Regions from separate parts of the Rattus norvegicus genome. Here region 1 is linked to region 2. The links are chromatin contacts, called in public Hi-C maps. All regions are on one chromosome and are shown on one strand. The core of a region is the stretch at or near the end of the contact, and the rest is flanking DNA. Distances in the headings are between cores, read along the strand shown.

Evidence for each region. A called contact is a pair of places that touch in the nucleus more often than the background predicts.
Region 1: a contact with region 2 is called in a Hi-C map of the A7r5 cell line, with 4 times the contacts expected there. The contact joins the promoter of Myadm here to the promoter of Rps9 in region 2. A contact is called at or near these places in 2 of 12 Hi-C or Micro-C datasets (the A7r5 cell line and frontal cortex) and 1 of 1 datasets of contacts at active chromatin or transcription factors (oligodendrocytes).

The regions. Positions count from the first base shown.
Region 1 is chr1:74,785,036-74,789,450 of GRCr8, forward strand. Myadm (myeloid-associated differentiation marker) reads right to left here and starts at 2,928. Exons shown (of 3, transcript NM_183332.1): 1 at 2,832-2,928; 2 at 279-366.
Region 2 is chr1:74,427,100-74,431,964 of GRCr8, forward strand. It overlaps Rps9 (ribosomal protein S9), which reads right to left and starts at 3,338. Exons shown (of 5, transcript NM_001313935.2): 1 at 3,311-3,338; 2 at 2,885-3,006; 3 at 2,544-2,666; 4 at 977-1,163; 5 at 1-235. The coding sequence starts at 2,981. The coding sequence ends at 58. It also overlaps a transcript of Pirb not described here.

The DNA.
Region 1 (4,415 bases), core at 1,678-4,177, 360 kb after region 2:
GATAACCCAGGAATTCCCAGCCCTCTTATCATGGACTCAGTTCAGTTTCTAGGCACTATGCTCCTAAACCGAGCGGTCAAGGCCCCTGGTAAACCTCCATCAGACTCAGAACAGGGCTCTAAACCCTCCCCTCTTATACTCCCGGTCTAAAACCCCAGTTCTCTTCCCTTAAAGTTGGACACCAGCCCCCCACCCCAAGTCCTTGGCCCTCAGAACTGTAAGTCCAAACTGCAGCCACTCCACCCTCACTCAAGAGCTAGGGCTCAGACAACACTCACCTGCTTCCTTAACAGAGGATCGGAAGGAGAAAGTTCCGGCTGCGAAGGCCGATTGGGTTGCACACCTGGAAAAGGCAGATCAGAAGCCCTGGAGGAAGAGAGGGAGGGTCAGAGGGAACTCAGACAGCCTTCCCTTGCAGCACTGTGACCCCGGAGCCCTAAACTGTACAGCTGGGACATGTCTCCTGGTGGGGACGCATTCTTGGCAGAGATTCCCGAGGGAGGTCCCAGAGGTTGCCCAGGGGAAGCGCCGCCCCTCTCCTTCCTCTCGGAGAACTTGCTGCGTGGGTGGGGTGTAAGCAAATATGGGTAAAGGGCCCGCCCTCAGGCTCGAGAGGGGCGTGAGTGCTGTTAACCGAGCCCCAGCTTTGCCGTCTGCAGAGGGAGATCCCAGGGCGGTGGTTGTACAGGCGGGAGGCCCAGCCTGGCCCGGAGTCTCCGCTCCTTATAAGGGCTTTAAGTCACCACAGCCAGGGCAATGTGGCAGGGACCAGGAGGTGGTGCCAAGACCCCCGTCGCCGAGAAAGCGAGAGTCGGGAGGGGGGAAAGGGAGGGACGAAGGAGGGGGTGTTAATGTTCCTTGAAAAGTGTGAGTTTAGAGCCAGGCAGAACGACTCCCACAAGTTGTCCTCTGACCTCTTTCAGTGCCCTGCGGTACATGCGTCCCTCACCCACTGCAAAAATATATTTTAAAAATTATTCTGAGATAAACATTTGCTATGTAAGCCTCGCTGGCCTGGAACTTGCTATGTAGACCAGGCTGGTCTTGAGTTCCTGGGGATCTGCGTGTCTCTGTCTCCCAAGTGCTGGGATTAGGGTAAAAGAAAAAAAATTTTTTTTTAAACTCTGGGTCCTTCCAGAATGAGGAAAGTCTGGCCTGGAGTGCAGAACGGTGTTTCCAAAACACCGGTTGAGACAGGATTGGAAATTCAGGGTCTTCCTGGGGTCACAGAAAGAGTTCAAAGACCACCAACGGTGTGGGGGGGTGTTGTTGGGGCTTTAGCTCGGTGGTCCTCAGCTCCGGGGGAGGGGGGGAAGACCAACAACGGGTGGGTGTGGGGTGAAAGGGAAGCTGCTGGTGGTGAGGTAGGTAGAGTATTTGACTAGCATGTGTGAGGTACTGGGTTCAACCTCTAAGAAGTGGGAACGCAGTTAAGGGATTGAGACTCTCCTGAGTATGACCAGCGCGGACTCCTTTAAAACTCCTAAATTTTGACTGAGCTCGAGGACACATCTCATTCTTGGCTCCAAGCTAGAACTCATGCAGGAGTTGGAACTCTCCGTGGGAACTAGAAGCCTCCAACACACTTGGGAGTTGAAACAGAAAGGCAGAAACCTCCAGCTCCCACAGGTATTGGCTTTTGGGAAGCTAGGCCTAACCTGACGCCTGCACTACAGTAAGTGGGCAACAGATTGCCTTTAATCCCTGCATTTAGGAGGAAGAAGCAGGCGGATCTCTATGAGGTCAGGGCCAGCCAGGTCTACATAGCGAGTTCCAGGACTACAAGGGCTATACATAGAGCCTGTCTTAAAAAAAAAAAAAAAAAAGGTGGGTTACTGTCCCACCACAGATACCAGAAGAGGGAAGAGCATAAATCCTTCTGCCCAGGAGAAAAGTTAGAAAAGAAGAGGTACTAGAAAGAAAAACCCTAGGAGAGATAACGGAACTAGTGGTCCAGAGGGCTTTCAGCACCGTTTGAAGTCATAGCTCAGGAATGCTCAGCTCAAGACATAAGCAGAGTGAGGAAACGCCCCTAGAGCTTCCTCCTAGATCTAGTTCCACTCTCGGGGCCACACCCAGCACCCCTGCTACCCTCTCCCATGCCACACTCCTGAGGTCATCCATCACTCCACAGGCTGGGCACATGCTGGGCACAGCCCTGATCAGACTCCGGGCCACTCCTCACACCAGTGGTGGGCTCAGCCTTAAACCCTCAAAGCTACCCCTACTCACTCTCTCTCTCTCTCTCTCTCTCTCTCTCTCTCTCTCTCTCTCTCTCTCTCAGACCCTCTGGAAGGAGGTTCAGAACAAGATCTTTTCCCCACCAGGTACAAGCATCCAGGAGCTCCATCTTCTCGGATTCAGATATCTATACTCCATTTTTCCAAGTCCTCAAACTAAAAGTCGAGATTCCAGCCCCTCCCTTCTTCTGCCCAAATTCAGACCCCAGTACCTTCTCCCTCAGAACAAATTCAGAACCCCGACTTCCTCCAGATTAAGGTCTGACTCCAGCCCTCCTCCCCTAAGACCCATCTTAAATCCAGATCCCAAGTCTTTTAGGTGAGACCTAGGAGTCTAGATCCCATCTTACCTCTCTCAGCCTCAGGGGTCCAAGTATCATCGTCCTTCCTCAGACCCACGTGCCCACTCCCCAGCCCCTTCTCTTTTCCATGTATGACCTCAGATGTTCAGCCTTTCAGCTATAACTTGAGTCCTGGCCCAACTGCAGTGTTTCTAGGGACCCAGACACCTGAATCCGTGCCCACTCCTCTTTCTAGACCCGAGGATCCTGAACCACTATTCCTTCCCTTCGGGGGTCCCTGCAGCCTCACCTCTCCAGTCAGTGGCGTCTGCAGCACAAACAAGGACGACAGCTGCAGACTAAAAGGGTCTTAAAGCTGGGTGGAGTTGGCCAGCTGAGGAGCGCGCGAGGGAGGAGTTGAGGGCGGGGTTTGGGCCTGGCTAGGGCGGTGAAAAGGGACTTTCCCTTCATTCAGTCTATCCCTGGCCCGGCCCGAAGGCGGGGCTAATGTCACACCACGCCCCCCAGAAGTGTCCTGGAACTCCAGCCCGACCAGTGAGGGGATTCAGGGCTGAGGTCACCGTTGCCGTGGAGACAAAACAGGAAGACACAGCAGCTGGAGGCGTGGGGGCTCCCGGGGGCTATCCTCCCTGACATAGCTCTGCAAAGAAATCTCTAGAGTAGGCTGGAGAATGCCGTTGCCAAAGAAACGTATGTGTTTATGGTTTGTTTTAGAGTCCCCCCCACTAAGCCCCATGCCTAGTTTCACCTCATTCAATTCTCCCTCTCTCGGCCCCCACAGCCTTGCCTATCAGTTCCCCCACTCTAACCAGAAAAGGGAAATCTTACACATCCAGGTCCCAGCAGTTTGGGGGCTAGACCTCTGTTTAACAGAGTCTGTGGGCTAGGGTCTTGTCTACCTGAAGAGAATTTAGGAATTTAGGGTGCCAGGCCTTAAGTGAGCAAGCTACCTTGACAGGTGAGGCCCAACCCCCAAAGAACAAAGACTAGATTCCCGTGTTTAGGGGTCTACCCAGAGGAGAGTGGGCCATAGCTCCAATTACACTGTAATCGTGGTCAGAGGACTGCTGGGCCACGTCTCAACAGATCACAGGCAGGAAGAGCGAAAGGATGATGGATAGTGTCTAAATTCCTGGAAATTTGGGGGGAGGGTCCCAGATTTCTGAGCGTTCAGACAGTTTTCAAAACATTTGTGGTTGGTTGGTTGGTTTTCCGAACCGCCTAGGTCTGGAAGGGCGCGCTATTTTGGGCCTGAATTCCTGCCTTCAGGACAAAGGGACTCAGAATCTTTATGAGGAAGACCGGGCTAGGGTTGGGAGCTCTGGATTCTAAAATCCCATATGGCAATATGGGAAGGATTTGGTGGACCCCGTTGTACCGGAAAGAGAGGTGCAAAAGAGGGAAAGAAATGCAGGGTTGGGCTTTAAAAAAAATGGTCGGATTTGAGGGCCTGAAAGGACTCGACTGAACCAAAAGGGAAAAGAAGCTGAAGGTCGCCGTGCTGGAGGGGACTTTAGGAGAGACCTAAGGGTCCCAATGCGGGCCCCCTGGGCAGGGCGGAGACCCGGGACAGCAGGTTCCCTCCCTCCTGGCTGCACTCACTCACCCCGCTCGGCAGCGGTCTCGGGCGCGGCCCTGATCTGCTGCTCCTGGGCGGGGCCTAGTGGCGGTGGCTGCTGATGGCTGCGGCTGCGGCAGCTTGTCTCTTCCCCACGGCTGCTTCTGGTCACCTTCCAGGAAGATTGAAGAGGCTTATAGACCTAGCTCTAGAGAGAAAACCGGGAGCTTCGCGAAGTGAGGGGTCCAAAGGGTCCAGGAGCTCACTACGGCCAGCTCCGTGTCCTACAGAGGAGGGAGGAGCTGAAGAGGGGAC
Region 2 (4,865 bases), core at 2,088-4,587:
TCTGTTTTATTTGTTAACTGGAAAACTAGACAATCCTCCAGTGCAACAAGATATTAATTAATCCTCTTCCTCATCATCACCAGCTCCAGCACCACCCTGGCCTTTCTTGGCATTCTTCCTCTTCACTCTGCCTGGGCGGCCGCCACCATAAGGAGAACGGAGGGAGAAGTCAATGTGCTTCTGAGAGTCCAGGCGAACAATGAAAGATGGAATGTTCACCACCTGCTTGCGGACCCTGAACAGGAAGAAAAGGTTAAGAAGACAAAGTGAGAGGCTGAACCAATTGTCCTTTGACAGCAGGCTCACAAGTACTCCTGACCTCACTGACTCAGATCTCTTATGACAACCTGTAAACCAGTTTGCTTCTTGACCACACTGTACTGTCATGTGGCCTCAAACCACCTCAGACAAGAGTCTATCTCTGCCCATAAGTGAAAGCTGGTGAGGAAGAAATTTGAGACTACATTCTATATAACTGTCATGATTGGTGTTCATTTACAGAAGGGTTAATGAGTATGCAAGTTCCATTTACCCTAGAGTCTTTGCACTAGTCACTTCAGACAGGTAGATAATCAACTGGTAATTTAACAAGTAGGAATATAGCAATGAATGTCTCTACATTGTACCTCACATGGCAAACTCCATGTGACTACTTTGTCACCTCAACACTGACTCCAAACAATCCTCTCCCTCCAAGGGGTCACCAAGAGCTGTTACCTGTCCAGCTGCTTGCATGCCTGGCAGACACCTTCACAAGGTGTACGGCTTGAGCCGCAGTGACCCTTGCGCTGGGCTATGGGGAAACAAGGCTGTCCCCAGTTCCCCCATAAGCTGCTTGCACGATTCTGAACCCTCAAGGGTAAGCTCACATTTGTCAGCTCCAAAGGCTGCACAGGAGATAGGGATGGCAGCTTAGCAATGGGAACCAACAGCACAGATAAGGAAATAAAGATTTACAGGCCCAGCTGCAGCTTACCTGATGTGACGTTGGCGGATGAGCACACGGGCATGGTGAATAGATTTGGCCAGGCCCAGCTTAAAGACCTGGGTCTGCAGCCTTCTCTCCAAGAAATCCTCAATCTTCAGGCCCAGAATGTAATCCAGCTTCATCTTGCCCTCATCCAGCACCCCAATTCGAACAAGTCGTCTCAGCAGAGCGTTGCCTATGATGGGGGGACATGACCTCATGAGACCTGACCTCAGACTTCCTCAGTGCTCCCTTAAGGTAGAACACTCATTTCTGTAAAAGCTCAGGAAAAATGTCAGTGAAGTACTGAATAACTTTCCTTCGAAGAGCCCTAGGCTTGAGACACTGACACAGCCACTGGGCCACCCTTTTACCAATAGGCACCCCACAGGCTTACAACCTTTCATTCAGCCTTTAACATAAGAGCTCTAACTTTCAACTTTAAAAACAAATTCTACTTTCACAACATGAATCAGTGTCTGGGAGGCTAGGGCAAGCAGAGCTCAAAGTTTATCTGAACTACACAGTACCACAAGGCCAACTAGATAAACACACACAGCCCACACCTATTCCTAAGACTTTTCTCCCAGGACTTAAATGAACTGTCCGTGCAGGCCAGTCACCTAATAAGAAACTAAGTATGGAGAACCAAACCACAAAATACACCATCTACTATCTTCTTCCAGATCCCTAAAATATAGGGCTCACTCTCTAATACCCTATAAACACTAGTCAGATGCAGATACAAAAATATGTCACCCAGAAGAGTATACCATTACTCTTATACCATCTAAAACTAAATAAACATCCATTGTTAGACAGAAACAGAAGTGCACCTCCTACTGTTATTCTTTGGCCTCCATTTGTCCAAAGCAGATAGATGGAGCCAGAATTCTAGAAAGTAACTCATAAAAAGAATCCTTGTGGTAGGATGGCATAGAGGGTTTGAGGGGAAACCGGGAAGGGGGATAACGCTTGAAATGTAAATAAAGATTACCAATTTAAAAAACAGACCCTTCCTAGCAGTCACTACTACGTGGGAAATGCTGGATCTGATGAATTAAATCAGTGCCAACTCCAAAACTCTAGAACTTCCCCTCCTAACCATGGCTAGATGGTTTCACTATGATTCCTGGGAAGCTGCCTTGGCCGACTTTCATTCCCGCTCAATAAAACTGAAAAAAATTCTCATACCTGAAGCTCCCATTCTCATGTAACTCTGAAACATCAATCTCTATTAAAGTCTGTTCGAAAATTCTAAGTCACGCAAGGAGGCTCAAACCTGCATACCCACCAACACCCTGTCTCAAATAATCCCCATTAGCCAAACTTGTTCAGTGTCACACCTCCCAGTGGTTAAAAGCACTGACTGCTCTTCCAAACGTCCTGATTCAAATCCCAGCAACCAGATGGTGGCTCACAACCATCTGTAAAGGGATCTGAGGCCCTCTTCTGGTGTTTGAAGACAATGCAGTAATATACGGGAAGGAAGGAAGGAAGGAAGGAAGGAAGGAAGGAAGGAAGGAAGGAAGGAAGGAAGGAAGGAAGGAAGGAAAGAAAATGGGCTCATACACACCTTCAAACAGACGCCGAGGATCCTTCTCGTCCAGCGTCAACAGCTCCCGGGCAGCCTTACGAATCTTCGCCAGGGTAAATTTGACCCTCCACACCTCACGTTTGTTCCGGAGCCCATACTCTCCTGCACGTGGTTGGGAGGAAATCATAGGGCCAGAACCATGAGTTAGTAACATTTGCATGGGGACTGGAGAACACAAAACTAATCTAAAACGCTATCCTCTGTGGATCTCCAGAGGATTTTCACATCCCATAGGATTCTCCAGAACGAACACGTGGGAGAGAGACATCATGGCTACCTAACTCTTCCCCGATCCGCAATCCAAAATTCTACCCACTCACCAATCAACTTTAGCTCCTGGTCGAGACGCGATTTCTCGAAGGGTCTCCGTGGGGTCACATAGGTTTTGCGACAAACCCAGCTTCTGGCGACCGGCATGTTGACTAGGCTAGGCCCGCTGCGCCTGCGCAGTAAAGAGTCGTTTTTAAAAAAAAACAAAAAACAAAAAAAACCAATGTAACCTTGTTGCGCATGTGCAGCAAACCCCCTCTAGGACATGGCGGCACCACCTCGGCTCTCGGGAGAACCTCCTTTGAAAATATGAAACTGGGATTGTTCCATATCCGAGTTCTAATAACTTCCAGTCACCTTCTTCCCACCCCCTCTTCCTCAGCCTGTTCGTGAAAATTAGAATGGCTCCGCTACCTTACACTATTACAACCCCACCCCATAAAAAAAGGAGAACTCGAAGTAACCAAGACGCTCACCTACGAACTCAGGCCCGTGACAAAGAGAAACGTGGCCGCCGGATCGCGCCCTTATAGCAACGTCGCCTGTCGTGATGTCATCACGCACCGCTTGCGGCTGCGCCAATCAAAAGCGGAAAAGCAATAGAGACGAGCAGGTGGGCCAGAGCGGCACTTTGCTGGGCGGACTTACCAGCGAAGTGATTGGGCGATTGAAGAGCTATGGTAACATCTTGGTTATTTCAAGAATTAACGAGGCTGCCCCTTCTAGGGCGAAAGCATTGATTGAGTAATCACAGTTGTCACTTTTTGTTTTAACAAAGACTCTTAGTATAAACTTACAGGGAATTCAGGGCAGCAGCCAAGGTTCCCGACCACCTCAATCTCGTGGCGATGCCCTTGCCTTTAAAAGTGCTAAGATTTGGGATTTGGGGATTTGGCTCAGTGGTTGAGCGTGGGTTCGGTTCCCAGCTCCAAAAAAAAAAAAAAGTGCTAAGATTTTAGGTGTGAGCCACTAAATATAATTTAAAAAAACATAATATATTATAAAAATAAAATAAATACATAAGTCGTGTTGGGCTTATTTTAAATATGCATATTGTGCTGGTTCATTTTGACAGCTTGACACAAACCTAGACATATGTGGAAAGAGAAACTCATTTAAGAAAATGCCTCCATCACCTTGGCCTATAGGCAAGTCTCTCCTAATCTATTTTATTTATTGTTTTTAATGCAGGGTTTCCCATCAAACGACCATAAATTCCTGATCCTTCTACCTATACCTCCCAAGTGCTGGAATTACAATCTACTTTACAGGCTGGCCTCAGACTCAGACATAATGTCCTTGCCTCTGTCTTTGAATAGTAGGACAGGCCTATACCACTAGGCCTAGCTCAGATATTTTTATTTTAGCCAGTATGATTGGTAAGAATTTACACTTGCATTTGTATACTCAGAAGGCAAGGATCTTGCTCATTTAGTCTGGGAGGACAGTCTGGTAGGTACAGGGAGTCAGACTAGTTTACTTTCTGTGTCAAACATTTGCTTTTTAATTTCTTTTAAAGATGTATTTATTTATTTATTTATTACATATAAGTACACTTTCCCTGTCTTCAGACACACCAGGAGAGAGCATCAGATCCCTATTACAGATGGTTGTGAGCCACCATGTGGTTGCTGGAATTTGAACTCAGGACCTCTGATAGAGCAGTCAGTTCTCTTAACCACTGAGCCATCTCTCCAGTCCTGGTTTTTAATTTTTAAAAATGATTTCTTTAATGTTTGCAAGTACTTTTCTTACCTATATCCACACAAATGCCCCCTGTGTGTATCTAGGACCTTCAAAGGACATAAGGAGTTGGATGCCCAAATACTAGAGTTATGAGCCTTGTATGTGCTGTGAACAAAACTTGGGTCCTCTGCAAGAACACCAAGTACTCTTAACCACTGAGCCACCTCTCCACCCCGTATTTGTTGATGTATTTGAGACAGGCCTTGCTGGCCTGGAACTTGACCTAGCCTTGATCTCAGAGATCTCCCTGCCTCTCACACCTGAACACTGGGATTAAAGGCATAA